Linked DNA regions of Zea mays: region 2 is linked to region 1. A link is a contact called in public Hi-C data. All regions are on one chromosome and are shown on one strand. The core of a region is the stretch at or near the end of the contact, and the rest is flanking DNA. Distances in the headings are between cores, read along the strand shown.

Region 1 (6,293 bases), core at 1,348-3,847:
TTTATGTTTCTGGTTCTTGAGGGGAAAAACAACAGCCTTCCAGCCATGTATGTTTCTGAAGATGTGTATTTCCTGTGCTATATCACATATCACACGCCCTTCATGTTTCTGGTTTTAGTATCCCTGAGTGGCCATGAGCACTTGTTCCAGGCTTGTTGAATGAGGTGGATTTCAATAGGGTTAATTTCCTCATGTCCAGCCAGCAGGTACTTCGTACTTGATATGAAGATATATTTCAACTAAACAATGAATAAATACAAGGCATGATAGTTTACATATTCCAGAAATAGCTCAAAGACATCCAGTCAGAAGAGCCAAGAACAAAGAAAGCAACCGATCTTTTGCATAGGATGCAGACAGACAGTCTCAGTAGCTATGAGATTAACTAGAGGCGAAACGATCGCTAGAATCCTGACAATAGAGCAGACACAGACTCCGTACCTTGCGATTCATCCGAGAAGGATTATCAGTACAGAAAAAAAATAAGCCATCTACTGACAAGGCTCCTTGCTATTCTCAGATGTATGAGCATTATTCACAAAGGATGACGAAATCAATTTCCTCCAGCATTTGGGTTGGTGGAAGGACTCTGTTGATCGGTGGTGAGAGTGCCTCTGTCAGTGTGCGACGGTTCAGGTACCGAGAACAGCCCGCTGAAGAACCAAGGGACAAGGGGCCACGCGCTGTTACCGCTCTCGCTGTCGTTCTCTCGGGTGCTCTCTGTTCTTCTGTGCACATCGCTAGGCTCGTTCAGATCTTTCGTCTCTTCAGACGGCAGCTCGAACCGGCACACGGGGCAAGAGCTGTGGAGCTCAAGCCATGGCAGGATGCAAGAAGAGTGGAACCTATGCCCACAGGGCATTTGCTTCGCCGGGGACCCCAGCTCAAGATCGTCGAGGCAGACCGAACAGCTGACGGCCTCCGCTATCTGGACAGTGGGCAGAGCTTCGACCGCCTCTCTCTTCGCCGGAGGGGTGCCGTACCGGTTCGGGTCGTTCTCGGCCAGATGCTGAAGCAGTAGGCTCAGCCCAGCCCCCAGGACATCATACTCTTCCAGCAAGCCATCGTCGTTGCTGTTGCTGGATCCACCTCGGCCGTCTCGGGCCTCGTCGGCATCCAGCAGCGCCGAGCCTTGCGAGGCGAGGGCTTGGTTGAAGGCGTTGATGAGGACGGAGTTGTCCCTTTCCCTGTCGGCTCTAAGGTCGTCCTGGATGCTGTCGAGCACCCGGCGCAGAGCCGATGCCCGTCCGTGCCTCCTGATAAAGCCCTCGAACTCATGGGCTATATCGTCGTCATCGTCGTCCTCGCTGTCCCCTGGCGGCGTTCCCCACTCCCGCTCTAACTGCAACCCCTCGGAATCCTCCCCGGCCATCTCTTCGATGAACCCACCACCGCAAAACGGGCACTTGATATCCTCCCCCACCATGGCCTCCTCGATGACCTTCTCGCATCCATGGCACCAGTACCTTGTATTAACTGCAGCTTCTGTCATCCTCCAAACCCTTCCTGCTTGCACAGAGAGAGAGACACACAAAAAGGTGTCAACAAGGCGCTACGATTAAAAAAAAAGGGAAATATGCATCGCTTCCCAAGTGAATAACCATAGGATACAACTCAGAGCAGGCGCAGCATCTACAACAACTTTATCAAGAAGAGATGAAACAAACATGAAGACTATACTATACAGTGGCCATCTCACTGTGACTAAACTTCACTCAGTAATGGCAGGCATGGATATCTTATGGTAAATCGGTATCCAGAATAAGAACAAAGCTAAGTTTTGCATCGAATGCAGGTACTAAAACTATCTTCACTTCAGTTCTATAGGAACAAGAGCAGCAAGCTGTCCTAGAGAGAAGGCAGAGATTAGTTAGGAGTCAATAATAGGGTCCCAATTCCAAGATTTCTATTTGAAGAACAAGATTGTATTCCAAAAGAAGGTATTGAGAGCCCCATGCCCGAGCCCCATCACAAGTACTTGTGGTTCCCGCAACACAAAAACTAATCCCTTGCCCTCTCTCATGACTCACTCACATTGCATTATTCGCAAACTCATCCCCAATCCCCTCAACAAGAAATCCCCAATCTTCTACCAAGCAGCAAAGGCGACCCACACCTTTAATTTCATCAGACAACACAAGGTACGTGCATATATATATTATTATTATCTAAAGGTCCGAAACAAGCCGGTTCCGCGTTCTTGATTTCGGGTACCGGAACCAATCGCCCCCACACAAGCCACCAAGAAGAAGAGGAGGAGGTAGAGTTCGCGCGAAGAGACCAACGACTGACCTCCGCGCCGGCTGTTCCCCTGCTAGCGGATCCGCTCGTTCTCCGCCTGCGCCCGTCCTCAGTAGTAGCTTCGATGGGAGTAGAACGACGAAAGAAGAAGAAGTTACGCGGGCAGGTGGCTGGATTCTTCACTTGCTGGCGGTCATCGTCGCCTGTTTCCATTAAATGGTGGAGAGATATAATACGTATATTTTATTTGGTCCCGGCGCAAATATCCAACCAATAATAAAGATTATTATGTGACTTACAAGCATGCGATTGCCGTCCTGCTTTTTTTTTTTTTGCGCTTTTCTCTCGGAGAGTTTCTATTATTCAGTGCCTCTGGATCTGCAGCTTGACCGATAAAACCTCCCTTTCAAGCAAAGGTGCCTACCAGCTAATCCTCCTCCTGCCCCAACTGTTGTTGGCTTCTTCCTAGTTTATTTATTTCTCTGCATACCACCATTATTCTGTTATTATATAGTATAATAAAGTAAACTTATCGTACTCGTCTTTTTTTTTCAACTAACCAATCGTGGAGGAAAACCAAAGTAGCGGGATACCGGATTGAGAGCTGATTCTTGCATTGCAGTTGCAGCCCCAACGTCCGAAGAAATTTCCGGTGTATACAGCACAGCACAGCATGGCATTGACCGCGTGCGAGAGGCCGTCCGTCCAGTTCCAATCCAACGAACGCTTCCAGGAGGTTGCGTCTGCCGCCGGTCACTTGTCGACCACTCGACCTTCAGCTCCGCTTCGATGAAGAAAAAAAATGAAACCCCGTGCGAACTGGGATAGGGCGAGAAGGGATTTCATTTCCATTCCACCTCGTTTTAGCATGGTCGGTCAAGATCGGTGGCCATGGCGTGGGCTCCGTCCGTGTTGGATGGGGGCGACCGGCGCGGCGACGTCATCGCCGGCGTCACGTTTTAGTGGCGGCGTGGGGACAGAACAAAGGAAACAGAACGCCGTGGCCGCGTCCAACGCCAGCCCAGGCATGATTTGATTTGCAGCCGGGCCTGTAAAGGATTGGCGGCGGGCCGTCTGACGAGGCGGGAGTGGCCGCAGCCCACGAGTCATCCTGTCGGCCCAGCACACTCAAACGTACTTCCGCTGCGCTGCGCTGTGTCCAGGTTACACGGCGACGATGTCGAAGTTAAATATAACTTTGATCAAGTTTAAAACTGAAGTACCGAAGCAAACGTAAAATATGGAACGGAAAACGCAGGAGGAACCATGTGCTAACAAATTAGGCGACCACTTGGCTGTAAATGGACATGTGCTCTGGATGTACCTGCAGTGAATAAAGATCACTGATTTGGATCGCTTCGAATTCAAGCAGCAAGCAGTAACAATTCTTTAAGTACAAATACTTGTCAAACAAATATTGCAGGACAACGCACCACACTTCCCGAAAGAAAGGACACATACCAGTGCCGCTGGCGCAGGGAGTGCAAGCCAAGCTTATATCGGTGATTTCAGCAGCATTCATGGCATTAGGCACATCTTGTTTGTTTGCAAACACCAGAAGCTCATTATCACGGAGCTCATCCTGGCAGCATAAGGCAACAAAATGATGTCACTAAATGAGCCAAACTTAGACCTCTAATCTCATTTTTTCTATTTTATTACTCTAGCAATTAATCCTGCTATTGCACGACTTTAGTTAATTGCAAAGGCAGTGGTCCTTGTAGCAGTTAATTTAGCTTGGTTGGATGCATAATTGAGGCACCGACTGCATGCTAGGAGGTCTATAACTGATGGCCAATGCACCGAAGGGACCAAAAGAGGCAAAACAACATGAGATTCATTTATGAATCCACCAATGTTGAGTGTTTTGACATACTCGGGATGAGAAGAGCCCCTTTTATGCAGTTGTGTGACCTTTTTTGCACTAGGCAGCTTTTGAAAGATAGCATTCATAGCTTAGTAGAGGAGCAGGTTGCCATGTTTTTACATGTGGTAGGTCATAACTTAAAGTTTAGAGTTATACACATGACCTTTCAAAGGTCTATTGAGACCATCAACAAATACTTCAAGGAAGTATTGTATGCTTTTGGTGAATTGAGGAATGAAATGATCTTGACACCTTCAACTGCTACACCAACCAAAAATAGAGATAGACACAGATGGTACCCCTATTTCAAGGTCAGTCATCCAAACACACCACTATTGATCCCTTCCTTTTTATATTGGGTTTATAGTAACAAATGTTTTCCCTGATGTGTAGGACTGTATTGGTGCCATTGATGGCACTCATGTGCTAGCAAGAGTTCCTAGAAATCAGAGAGTTGCCTTCCTTGGTAGGAAACACACCACAACACAACATCTTAGATGTTGTAGACTTTGATCTAAGGTTTATATATGTTCTTGCTGGCTGGGAGGGATCAACACATGATGCCCTTATCCTTGCTGATTCCCTTGAGAGAGAAGATGGTCTAAAAGTGCCCCAAGGTAAAAAAAATTAGTATTGTTGTACACAATGCACACTTTCCTTGGTATTCCCTAATATATGATCTATGATGTTAGGTAAATTTTACCTTGTGGATGTTGGTTATGCTGTCAGACCTAGGTTTTTACCCCCCTTACCATGCCACATAGTACCACTTGAGTGAATATGGGGGGGATCCATAGAACCCAAAAGAGCTCTTCAACCTTAGACATTCATCACTAAGGGTGACAATAGAGAGGGCCTTCGGTGCTTTGAAGAAAATATTTAAAATATTATACAACAAACCTTTCCATCCATACAAGACACAAGTAAAGCTAGTCCTACCCTATTATCCTCCACAACTGGATTCTTCGTCATGGGAATGATGAACATGTTCCACTAGAAGAAACATGGACTGCAAATCAACTTCATGAGGAAACTCCCTTTGACCTTGTCATGGACAATGCTGCCTGATTTGCTACCAGGGACAATTGGGGTCAACAGATGTGGCAAAATAGGGCCTCACATAGGAGATAGTGGTCATTCACTACAGTAAACTGATGAATATCCGACGGTCACTCTATCTCCGACGGCTTCCTACGAGGCCGTCGGATATTATCTTATGTCCGACGGCCAACATGGGCTCTCGGAAATATAGACTTATCTCCGACGGCTAGTTACGAGGCCGTCGGACAAAAGGTTATATCCGACGGCCTCGTAAATAGCCGTCGGAGATAAGCTTTTTTAACACGGTCCCGACCCGGTGCGCGGTTCATTTTCACGCGCGCGCGCTCGCTTCTCTCTTCTCTCTGTCTCTGCCCGCTCGCCGCCGCCGCCGTCGACGCTCGCCGCTCGTCGCCACCGTCGACGCCCGCCCACCGTCGACGCCCGCCGCCCCGCCCGCCGTCGACGCCCGCCAGCCCGCCGTCGGCCGCCGGTGTAAGGTATTTAATATTAATGTATTTAATGTATTATTATTATTTTGTATATATTAATATTGTTTTGTAGTTTCCAATGTTGTTATTTAATAGTTAGTATGTTAAATAATGTTTATCTTATTATATCCGAGGGCCTAAATTTAATTAGTGGTGCTTAGATAATTTTAATTTTTAATTTCCGAGGGTAATTATTATACCCTCGGAAATAAAGTCATTTTATATGATTTGTCACCCGTGATAATGTTATGTAGAGGTGTCTATATAATTTAAATTATTAATTTCCGAGGGTAATTACTATGCCCTCGGAAATAAGGTTATTTTATATGATTTAGGGTCCCGTTAAATTATTTTCCTTGTATTATTGTGGTTTATTAGATTAGAGGCGTGATAAACTTAACTAATCAAGTTAACATCTCGTATCTAGTATGGAGGAGGGTCGTCGATGGATGTATGAAGGTTGGAAGAAAAGAGGTGCTCTATCAAGTGAGTGGGTTGCCAAGACTGACGCGTTTTTTGACCGTGCTTTTGCTCGGTCAGAGACTGGAACCGATGTTAGGTGCCCTTGTAGCAAGTGTCGGAACATTAATTTCCTTGACAGGAGGACTATGTCGATACATATTTGCAAGAACGGTTATATGCCAGGCTATGAGGTG
Region 2 (6,293 bases), core at 1,490-3,989, 200 kb after region 1:
CCTAAACGGTTTTTTTTTCTTTTTAGATTCTGTAGAAGATCTTTGATCTAATTGCTACTCAATACAACTCGAAGTTCAAGGGGTACACCATATGGTGTGCATCTAGTGATGTGCCCCATATTTTTCAACTTGGCTCCCCTTCAAGATGATTCTACAAATCCTCATGAAGCTCAAGGGTTTCTAGAAAGTATGTACCACAGGATCCCGTGAGTATAGGAAATAACACATCTAGTTGGTGGACCAATTAGCGTGTTGAAGGGGATACAGTACAAGACGGTGTATTCTATGCAACAGAAGGATGAAGTTCTAACCGGTTACGATTTCCGGTATGATTAGTACTCAAATTGTAAGTTGGTTAGGTCTATAGCTCATAACCGACTCATAACTCTAGCCAATGCATATACAAAGGGAGATAGAGATCTTCCATAGAGGCAACGGGAATTGATTTTATCGCATAGAACTAGAGTCGATTGCATCTATAGATAGAGTACCAGACCGGAGTTGAACACATCCAACTGAACACACTCTAATCAAGCATACAAACTCATATATACATATCATAGCATCAACCACCCCATCCAGGACGTAGGGTACAACGATTTGGTTGTCTAAAACTATCTAAATCATGTGTCATTTGTCCTATACCCCATCACAACTCTTCATTTCCATCCTCTATGAACTAAACCCACCACATGAACCATCCTATGGTGTACTGTGTAGTACTAAACACCAACACCATTGATTATCACAAACTCTATGTAACACAAAATTATTAGCCATTATGAACACATAACCCACAAACATGCCAAAAGCATACACATACAAGCAAACCCCGTGCCCTTGTGGCCTTGCGTTATTCAACGTGAATAGTCTTGAATCCTACCATCCACACCAACCAAACCATCCAAACCAACAAGTGGGAGCGGCAAGAAGTTTTGAAATATAGAATCATTAGTGAATTCAATGTTGTTATGGATTATGCTCTTGTGAAAGGGCATCTATGAGTTTGTTAGGTGGTCTGAGTAGCACTCCTCAGGTCCTGAATTTGATTCTCCGTGAGAGCGAATTCAGGTTGTGGTTAAAAAAAATCCCCTTGTATGTCCCATGTCAAAGCACAGGTCTAAGGCCCGGCCCCGGTCGCGGTCGTTCTCATATGGCTACGATGTAGATGTGTATGGGTGGGATAGGGGTTCGAGGGTTTTCTCGACCTGTGTGAGGTCTTCTTCTTGATATAATGCCCGGAGGCTGTCTTACCACACCCCACTCCCCCACCCCCGCAGATCAAGTTTTGGATTGCGCTCTTGCACTGGTAGACCTGTTCATGGTTTCGTTCCAAACTGTTCAACTGCCAAACCAACCTGTACCAAACTGCAATACAGGATTCAAATGGGTTGGATTAACCGGTCTGGAAAACCATTGAACCCATCAACATCACACGCTGCACCAAGGGCACGCTAGTGCTGGCTATGGACACGCCAACCAAATTGCTCGTATGCCACCCATCCATCGGCCACATGACACCACTCATCAACAACACCATGTGGCACAACCTCACCGCCTTCTAGATCAGTGTCCTTCTGGGCACTACAGTACCGTGGGCTCGACATCTTTGGCATCAATGAGAAGGCCAACAGCACCATGATCTTCAATGCATTGCTCTACCGCCACATCTTCTGGTCAAGCACTGACAGTGTGCAGCATGTGGGCTGCAACAACAATTACAGAGGCAGCGGCAGACAGGAAGAGCATGACATGGCGCTTGAAGATGGATCACGCGTTCCTAGACAGAGAATGGTACCGCAAGGGAGTGAATCAACAAAGGGCAGTCAATAGCTCCATGAAAAAGATCGAGGATTTTGCAATCAGTGGTGATGGCGGCAGCACTAGCATTATTGGACTACCTGATCATAGATATGGCCCACATGCATTTGCTCCTAGTTCAGCCCAATGAATAATTTTCTGATGGTTGAACCAGTCTAACCCACCAAAAAACAAACCATGAAACTGTGAGTTCAGTAGGTTGGGCTGGTCTCAATAGCAACAGCTCTGGAAGCAGTGGGTGAACAGGACTACACACTGGAACCAGGGTGTCGATGACGATAAAGTCAAAGAAGTTAGCAGGTGATCAACTGGGAAATTGGAAATGAGTTCATTGAGTGGGGAATAAAATAGGGTGTACTGGAAGAAAAGTTTACTCAATGAAATGGTCATTTGTATGGTTTCACTGCAATGTTTCCATTATAGTCCAAATGAGACGTGATTTTCAACGAGAGCCATGAGGTTATGAAATTTGAAGGGCAGAAGGTTGGATGAAGATGTAAATCATGGGTTTACAATTTCAAGGTAGAGATCAAACAGATGCCAGATTCTCGCTGGCGTGGTTCCACCTGGGATTCTAGCTCAGGAGCAGTTATGATGACCCAAAAAAAAACCAAGTGGACTGGCCATAGCCACTTAGCCAGGACGGACCCAGTAAAGAACACACACCTAATTGTGTTTGCAAAAATGTGATCAAAAAAAGTTGCATGCATAAAACATGTATACACTTGTAACAGGATCGGATCAGATCCGAATACAAATAGCTAGGGTTTGGGGGCTCGGTTTCGCACAGCGAGAGCGGAAGGGAAGGGGTGCGCCTACCTGGTGGTGGGTGCTCGTCTCCAGCGAAGGTCCGGAAGATGGAGACCTGCGCACGTAGGTCGGCGGCAGCGGCCGCCGCCCAGTCGTCGTCACTACAGAGCGCAGGCACGCACAAGAGAACAGAGAGAGAATGCAGGGGGGGAATGGGTTGCAGAGAGTGAAGAAAAAAGCTGGGCCGCAGGGTCCGGTCAAGACTCGAGACTAGCAAATCTGTCCGTCCATTACATGTAACCTAATATATCTAGAAAATCATATTTCATATGAATATAAATTATTGTAGCTTATTATATAAACAATGGTCATAGATAGCGGATATAGGGGGTGCAGGATATTAGAGCATCTCCAACAACCTCCAACAAGAAATAATCTATAAAAATGATCTATAATTTAAAAATAAGGATATTTTATAGAATTTAGGGCACTAATAAAACACCCCGCTTCAACAGTAAAGCTTCAATCTAGCAGCCCACTACGGTATAGTATATTTGAGGCACTTGAGAGGGTGCCCTATAGTTTTTTGACAAAATTTTATAAAATGAGACACTGTTGGAGTGTTTTTTCTGTATAGAGCCTCATATTTTAATTTGAGACACTAGTTTGAGGCATTGTTGGAGATGTTCTTATCGAAAATAAAAAAACAGAGGAAAATAATTTGAGAAGTAAAAAGATTTAAAAATATTTTGCTCTTTAACGTTACTAGTAAAAGTGTACGTGCACGCACGTGGTAAAATAATATTATACGTCGCATAGATATTGTTCATTGACCACTTTAGTTATTTGCCATGGTTTTTTTTAATTAACCTTGTTAAAAATTAAGGAAAACAAGAGTCAGGAAAAAAGGAGATTTAATAGTCACATTAGTAAATGCATGTGCATGAAGAAATGGGTATTGATGCACCTTTATAAATCACAAGATTACTCATAAGCCAGGCCACACAAAGAATTATCCTTTGATCCAATGCAAAAAAAAACTAAGCATACAAGATATGGAAATTCACCGGTTGGAAACAACAAATCAATAATAGGCCTTACCTATAGATGTCCAAACAGCATGGGCCACCCGTTTGGCCCGTGGCACGGCACGAATTTAGCCCGGTCGAAACACGGCTCGGCACGGTCGGTTACGGGCCCGGGCCGGCACGGCCCGTTTAGCGGGTCAGGTATGGGCAAATACGGCGGCCCGCGTGCTTTAGCCCGGCCCGGCACGATAAATGGGTCGGCCCGACGCCGGCCCGCATATTTGAACACAATATAAATGCATGAGAACAGCCCGGTCAAACATAATATAAATGCATTGATAAATACATACATTTAATTCTCTCATAATATGTAAATACTAAATACGCGACCAAACATATATAAAATGGATACATAAATATTGATACACTTAATTCTAAGCAGAATAAATGCACACATAAATACAGACGCAGGCTGAGTGATCATTTCATATTTGTATTAATATGATATTATCTTGTGAATTGATAAATGAATTTTGTTGTCTTAATATATATAAATAATATGTTATTATATATGATTAATTCTGTTAAATGTATGTATTTATATACTGCTACTGTTGGTTCGGGCCAGTGGCCGGCCCGGTACGTTGAGGCCCATCGGGCCAACGGGCCGGCCCGACACGATTTTTCCCTGTGCGTGCCAGGTTTGGGCATGTCTCTAGGCACGTGGGCCAGCCTGGCCCGGCCCTATTCGTACTGGGCCGAAACGGGTTTGAGCCAGGTCCATGTCGGGTGGCCCGTTTGGACATCTATAGCCTTACCCCATTATCGATTCACAAGGGACACTAAATTTAAAAGGGAGCAGACATATATTTCCGAGATTGGAAGGTCAAAGTGTTATTTGATAATGACCCGGTAGAATCACAATTAACCCCTATCTATACTATATCTAAAGCACCAGTTTCAACGGTCGTCGTGCGTCATTTTTTTACAAAAAAAACCCTATTCTTATTCCATCCAACCTGTCGCACGTATGTGTCACCATTTTACAAAAAAAACCCTCCATCCCTGCAGACCCACGTTCCCGCAGCCACCGACCTCGCAACATCCGCCGACTCCGCGCGCAGCTCCATCCCTGCAGACCCACGTTCCCGCATCCGCCGACCTCACAAGACCCACCGATCCCGCAGCATCCGCCGATCCACCGATCCGCTGACCCCGCGGCCGCCATCCCCGTTCTCGCAGCCACCGACCTCACAACATCCGCCGACTCCACGCGCAGCCGCCATCCCGCCGACTCCGCGCGCTATTCCCGTAACATCCGTCGAATCCGCCGATCCCCGCTGACCCCGCAGCCGCAGCCGCCATCCCCGCCGACTCCGCGCGCTGTTCCCGGAAACCATCGCGAACCCGCGCGTGCCGTCCCCGGAACCATCCCCGAACCCAGCCATCCGGGTCTGAGATGCAACCCTTGTGCCGCCGGACTCCCAACAACCTCCGTGCATGCCGCTGGTCACCCCAACCCAACCGCCCCCGGATCTGCCCCTCTCCTATATCAATGGTTTCATCCCCACCCATCCTCTTCCAATTTGGCTGCTGGCTGCTCGCGGCGATTCCCTGCGGCTTTGCGACGGAACTGCTCGAGATAAAGTCCAAAGAGTCGTCCCTCCACGTGCTGCTTCTTGCTGGGAACCCAGGTCCGTGTGTTACATGTTCTTCCATGCATGTGTATAGATTATTCTAGCATGATTTGTATGGAATCAAGAATATAAAACTGCTGTTGCTTGTTGTTATCTGGAAGGAAGACTTCAATATATAGAATAACTCAAACATGGCCTCTGAACTCATCTTACAAGACTACATGCTGATTTTGAACAAAGGTGGACAGGCTGCAAACATGTAAATATGTGCAATCGGCCCCTCACAGGATGACAACATAGAATCCATACATCTATATTACATGACAACAGAACTTTCAAATTAAAGAATATCTAATTTTACCTATCACCAGTTGGTAGGTAAAAAATTATCCAACATACTACTACCAAGAAATAACAACTAAGCTGGTAGCTTTGCTTGAAAAACACACTAATAGGTGATTTAGTATTGCAGTTATTCACAACTTTCAGCAAGCCTTGACAGGAAGGTGCAGGTTAGCATTTTGCACCACATATATGTGAGAATATTGTCTAAAAATCTAAAATATTATACAGAGTTTGGTATTGATACAAGCCAGAACCATTAACAGGTTAAAACACAAGCGGGGAAATAAAGTGAAGGGTTCTCCAATTCAGAGTAAAGGAATAGTTAAAGTGGAAAACTGAAAAACAAAAACATTGTCATACCTCCAGATCAGCAGCATTTTCTTGAGCAAGTTCAAGTGACTATGGGTCAATATCAATACCAAGAACATGTCTGTGAATCACAACCATAGCAATTCACATTATTAATGGATGATAAGGAAACTAGCCACCAAACTGGTGATACCCATTAATTTATGGTTACATATATCAATGAGCATTTAAAATTATTACACACTATCTAAAATCATTTTATGACATGGAATTCTACTCTTTATTTTAGCTTCACCTGCAAGACATGTGTACAATTACTATGTTTGTTACCTTTTTTGTTTCCTAAAACTCATTTGGAGCTTTTTCTGTTCTTTATATAAATTTATAATAGGGGTCAGCCCCT

The links. Hi-C and Micro-C count contacts between places; a contact is called where the count stands out from the background.
Region 2: a Hi-C map of leaf shows a contact between it and region 1, with 5 times the contacts expected there. The contact joins the promoter of LOC542085 here to the promoter of LOC100272564 in region 1. A contact is called at or near these places in 3 of 25 Hi-C or Micro-C datasets (ear and leaf).

The regions. Positions count from the first base shown.
Region 1 is chr8:122,396,569-122,402,861 of Zm-B73-REFERENCE-NAM-5.0, forward strand. It overlaps LOC100272564 (putative RING zinc finger domain superfamily protein), which reads right to left and starts at 2,598. Exons shown (of 3, transcript NM_001147031.1): 1 at 2,541-2,598; 2 at 2,293-2,444; 3 at 266-1,506. The coding sequence starts at 1,492. The coding sequence ends at 554.
Region 2 is chr8:122,595,780-122,602,072 of Zm-B73-REFERENCE-NAM-5.0, forward strand. LOC542085 reads right to left here and starts at 2,740. Exons shown (of 3, transcript NM_001111719.1): 1 at 2,641-2,740.